Regions from separate parts of the Mus musculus genome. Here region 2 is linked to region 1. A link is a contact called in public HiChIP or PLAC-seq data. All regions are on one chromosome and are shown on one strand. The core of a region is the stretch at or near the end of the contact, and the rest is flanking DNA. Distances in the headings are between cores, read along the strand shown. Region 1 has its middle 5.3 kb from the start of Gm22386. Region 2 overlaps Gm34265 (a long non-coding RNA gene).

What was found. HiChIP or PLAC-seq counts read pairs in DNA pulled down with a chosen protein or histone mark.
Region 2: an H3K4me3 HiChIP or PLAC-seq map of embryonic limb bud shows a contact between it and region 1, with 6 times the contacts expected there. The contact joins two enhancer-like sites. A contact is called at or near these places in 5 of 39 promoter capture datasets (the 3T3-L1 cell line, cranial neural crest, hippocampal neurons and 1 more), 1 of 484 Hi-C or Micro-C datasets (the 3T3-L1 cell line) and 1 of 115 datasets of contacts at active chromatin or transcription factors (embryonic limb bud).

Annotation. Positions count from the first base shown.
Region 1 is chr17:82,236,264-82,238,963 of GRCm38.p6, forward strand. No RefSeq gene overlaps it. Among named protein-coding and RNA genes, the nearest start is that of Gm22386, 5.3 kb to the left of the region's middle. Within about 2 kb of position 1,443, at least 9 of the 459 cell types and tissues checked have an H3K27ac peak or open chromatin away from gene starts, as enhancers often do. A contact at or near this core is called in embryonic limb bud, where this site is marked.
Region 2 is chr17:82,856,747-82,859,446 of GRCm38.p6, forward strand. The region is part of intron 4 of Gm34265 (a long non-coding RNA gene); the gene reads right to left. Among named protein-coding and RNA genes, the nearest start is that of Gm41629, 14 kb to the right of the region's middle. Within about 2 kb of position 1,270, at least 27 of the 459 cell types and tissues checked have an H3K27ac peak or open chromatin away from gene starts, as enhancers often do. A contact at or near this core is called in embryonic limb bud, where this site is marked.

The DNA.
Region 1 (2,700 bases), core at 193-2,692:
TTATGAATATATATGCAATTATGCTTACCAGTCAGTTGATTTAATATTGAGAAATTATCCAGAGGGGCCCAATAATAGAAATTATTATTAGAGGGAAGCTGGTTGTTAGGCCAAAAGAGAAAGGATAGAAGGTGCTCATTTTTAAGAGAGAGGGGGACTGTGCGAGAAGGACCACATCTTCATTTAGAAGATAGAAAAGTCAAGATGCCTGCATTCTTACATCAGATAGGAAAGATCTCAGCCCTTAAGCTCTAAACATGTTGGCATTTGCTCTTAAAGTTGGAATCTAGCCTTTATAACTATAAGAAAATATGTTTGTACTGGTTAAGTCGATAAACTTGTCATCTTTATTGTATCAATAAAAAGCTAACACAACTTATCCTTATGGCAATCCTCTTGAGGTAAAATAAATAAGAACAATGGTTAAATTTTTTTCCAGGAAAAATAGAGATTTTTCAGAGGTGACACTCCTCCAGAACAAAGCCAAACATCAACAATAAAACTAAACCCTCAACACAACAAAACAGACAAAACCACTTAAAATTGAAATGTTTAAAGAGTCTTTCAAGGACCTAGAATCAAATATGAGTAGATGTAAGTTTGAAATGTAGTTTTCTTCACACAACAATAAAAATCAACAACGTATGCACATATACGTATACACCACAGACATACATGCACATACATATACATACATACTTACATACATGCGTACATACACATTGTTAAAACTAATTTCCAAGCTCTTATCATACATTTTAGGAGGTAATACTTCAAACAAGAGAGAAGGTGTGCCTTTTAAATTATATTTCAGACTGTCACCTTAAATCTCAGTGAAAAGTCTTAGATAAAGACGTATAAAAATTAATTTTTACCTCAGCTCAGTTCTCTTAGGAGTAGACACATAAAAAAATGAGAGAAATATTGTTGAGCATTAGAAAGGGATGGCATGCAACTTGATTGAAATATTATCATAGTTTTAGCTTGAATACCTTCTTGTTGAAGGTTGTGGCAAATGGCCATTACAGTGGCAGTTCCTTAGACATCACCTTGAAATTGCATGAAAGTTAGATTCATCTTGTGGTCCCAGGAAGCTACATCTGATCAGTCTATTGATGGCCAAGGTTGAAATGAGATGAGTTTGACACTTACCTCTGACAATCCATCTTTGAAAAAAAATCTTTAAAAGAAATATTATTTTCTGGTGAGAACAATCATCAACTAGGAGTCCACATGAAACACTAGAACATTGAAATGTGCACCCCATCTACACATCTGGAGCCAGTTTATTTTCCTGGCTTGTGGAAAACTGTAAAACCTGAGGCAGTATTCTACTCTTGTCTCTCATGCAGTCTCAATTAAATAAGATGAGGTCTTGTGCCTGTGGTGGTTTTGTGGTTTGGGCACTGCCTGCGTATTTGAAGTTGGATATACTTCTAATACGACAGCTGTTTTCACTTCAGAGAATGACAACCAGAGGAAATGTACTAACCTTACTGCTTTATTGAGCAGTGCAGATTTATGGCTTTATTTTAGCACTTGCTTTTGGTGACCTGCTCTGGATTAATCCAAACTTATTCTTTCACTGGGCTGAGTTTACTGTCAAAATGTAGCCTGTGCATCTGGAAGTTATCTTTATGTAAAAATGTATTTAACTCCTCATGGACAGGTAAGGTTTCCATGACATCCTTCAAAAATGATGGTGAAAATGCTGTGGCGTCTACCAGATTGCTTATATCTATGTCTCCAACGCGTGTGCTGTCAAATTGGCAGGCTTTGATCACTTGTGTCTCCTCCAATCTTTTTTTTTTTTTTTTTTTTTTTTTATTTTTTTTTTTCCATTTTTTATTAGGTATTTAGCTCATTTACATTTCCAATGCTATACCAAAAGTACCTCCAATCTTAATATGCTTTATAAGTAGAGCCCATGGAAATTAAATGTTAGTGTGAGATGACACTTTGGTGAAGTAGAATGTTCACCAAAACGTTGCTGAACAAGTTGATCATAGTACAATTAGAAAAAAAAAAAACTAAGCAATTCAGAAAATTTACAAAATCATCTTATAATTATTTTCTTCATTAGAAATAATGGGGAATATCAAAATGATACACTCTCACATTAGACTTTAAATAATATTTCCCAAAGAATATTGATAGAATTGATGATAATTATGCCACTGCCCCCAGCCTTGAGCAGGCTGGCTCAGACCTTGTTTGACACAGTTGCTAGCTCGCCTAGGGTGGAGTCTTCTGACCTAGGTAAAGTCTTTTGTCTGCCACATCTGCAGCTTCCTGTGAGAGGCTACCTGCTGAGCAGCTGAGCTTATTTTCCTGACAGATCTTGACAAAGCAACCATGAGATCTTGACATAGTGGGAGATGGGTCCCACCTCCTTAAATATCAGACCCTAGAATTAAAGTTGAGCCTTGATCAGAGAACTTTGTCTTGGCTCCTTATTTCTCTCACTACCTTTCCCATCCAATCCCAACTTTCTTTTCAGGAACCCAGTAACCTGTGGCCACTGGCAGCTACAGATGATAATAATAATAACAACAACAATAATGATGATGATGATAAAAAGAGCAAAATAATTTAGTGTTTTATTTAGAATTCAAAACTTTGAAAAAAAGAAAGTCCATGGAAATTAAACTTCAGTGTAACATGACACTTTGGTGTAGTGGAGAATCCAGGCTTCTTGAA
Region 2 (2,700 bases), core at 20-2,519, 620 kb after region 1:
CCATGAGACAGGGCTCTCTGGGGCAGTACAAAATGAAGCAAAAAAGAAAGGTGGACTTTCATCTATGAGGCACGCAGGGTGAGGAGTTCTGGGTATCCTCTTGAAGAAGCCATTTGACCCGCATACCTGTCGCAGGGAGAAGAGCTCATGCAAAATGACAAGTGACTTTAAAAGGCAGTGGAGTGAGAAGGATGTCGTTTCTATCGGCTCTTTCTTCCCAGGCTCTTCTCGACCTCTGCCCTTCTCTGAGACCAACCAAGGGAGAGAAGATAAGATCCTATAGAGATGATCCACTGAAGCAGAGAGAATTGACTGTGTTTTCAAATGGCAAAACCCACTCTCCCTGTGTGCAAGTGAATTATCACAGGAACAGCGAATGGATTTGAACACCACTCCATTACTTTCACAGGCGTTGTCTATCACCTTCAAGGAGAGAGATTTTTAAACAGCGACTGCATCATGTTAAGACCGAACTTTTTCCCTAGCCCTAGTAAATTTCTCTGACCCTGCAACACAGCTGACCTCCTAGATGCAAAGCAAGCATTTCTAGGTGATTAAACACATTGGTAGTGAGGCCTTTGACCACACAATAGAACAAAGTAATCAGCCTCCAGAGAGATCAAAACCACAACCTTGTCTTTATTTGATCGTCCTGTCACAGGAGTGCTCAAGGCAGACAAACCCTCGCCGTCCCCGGGCTGCAAAACATTTTATTTCCCTTCACATTTGGAGGGTTGCTGATTTATTAAAACGTGCTCAGCCATTCTAAATAAGCCACTGGACAGAAGGGAAGCAAGTAGTGTTCCTATAAATTATCAAATGGAAAAAGCTCTTACAAAACCTGCGGAGGGCTTGAGCGATGGCAGGTACCAGGTCCTGGAATCCACCTTGGAGAGCAAAAGCAGCTCTCAGCTTTGGTCCTGGGGTCTGGGTTGCCTCGCTTAGTGTAGCCACGTGATCTCACTGCCCCCTGCTGGATGAAATGCGCATATGTTTCTGCTTCTGTTACCCCGAGCCTTTCCCTTACACGAGGCTCCTCCCTCATCTTGATTTTCCTCTGTACTCGGGAAGAATTGTGGTACCTGACCAAAGGGTCTTTTGGGGGTTCCATACCAAAGAAAGACAGGTAGGAAAGCATGCACAGTCTGAGATCACTGTGTGAGAAACAGAGGCCGGGGGCCAAGGGAAACAGTCCAGTGAGAGGCTCCCTGCAAGCACCTCCCACACCCCCCAGATTCCAGCAGTCTACATTTCTGACCCCTGAGGCTTTAGGACCACATCTGAGAAACAGATGCCTATGGAAATCCTTTTTAATATGGCCAGGTACGTGTCTCTTGGGGAAGGCAGGTTTTCTGCTTGAGAACATAATGCCTTTATTTCACAGGTCCACAAGCAGCAGGCTTTCTTCTTTTTAAAAAAAAAAAAAATGTCATGGAAATAAGTCTCCCGTGCTAGAGCACTTTAAAAGTTAAAGGTTTAAAGCAAACGCCCATTCTCAGATACCCATCAGCTATCACACCTCCTAGACCAATGGTTCTAAAGCTGGGGGCCGTGACCATCAGAAAACATGGCTATTTTACAGTAGTAAAATTACAGCTATGACGTAGCAATGAAAACAATTTTATTTGGTTGGGGTCACCAGAACATGATGATCTATATTGAAGGGTCACAGCATTAAGAAGGTTGAGAACCAGTGTTTTCATTTTATTTTATCTGCCTCCATGTCTCATTCTATAGACACCGCACACTGAATAGGAAGGGAGTCTCACTACAGACAAGATAAGAACACTAGACCTGGTTCTAGTCTGGAATAGAAAGATGGGCTGCTGGCTGCTGGGCGATGGTGGTCCACACCTTTAATCCCAGCACTTGAGAGGCAAAGGCAGACCAATCCCCGACATCCTGGCTGTACAGAGTGAGAGCCAGGACAGCCAGGGCTACACAGTGAAACCCACTGGTCAATGGTTAATTCCTGAGCTGACAGAGTCCTGGACAGAGGGTCGTTACAGACAGCTCTATCTTTTTGGGCACTGCCTATGATTGCTTCCTCCTGGCAGTTTCCGTGTTTCAAGTTTCACATTGAGGTCTCTGATCCGTTCAGAGCTCATTTTTGTGCTGGGTGATAAATTTGGGTCCAGTTTGTTCTTCTTCATGCAAACATCTCATTTTTCCAGTAGTTTATTGATGATGCTGTCTTTTCCCAATGTGTATTTGTGGCACATTTGTCAAAGATCAGTCAGCTGTAGCTGCATGCAGTCATGTTTGGGCATTTCTGTTGTTATTCCATTAGTCTATCTGTCGGTTTATGGCAATACCATGCTGTTTATTAATCCAACTCTATAAGATATCTGGAATGGTAATTCCTCTACCCTGCCCCTTTTTCTCAGGATTGCTCCAGCATCTTTTGTGATCCATATGAATTTTAACCTTCTTTTTTCTGCACATTCTGTGGCGGATGTGGGCATTTTGGCTGGGACTACATCAAATGAGTTAATTGATTTTGATAGAATGGTTGTTTTCACAGTGTGAGTTCTACCAAACCATGAGCATGAGAACTCCAGAGTCTTCCTCAAGCTCTTTCTTCAGAGACTTAATGGTTTTACAATGAATGTAAAGATGCTACCCTTTGAAACAGCCCATAAAGGCCCACAAGTTTTAGGCTTCGTCACTAGACTTCGGGACCGTTTGAAGTTAATGGTA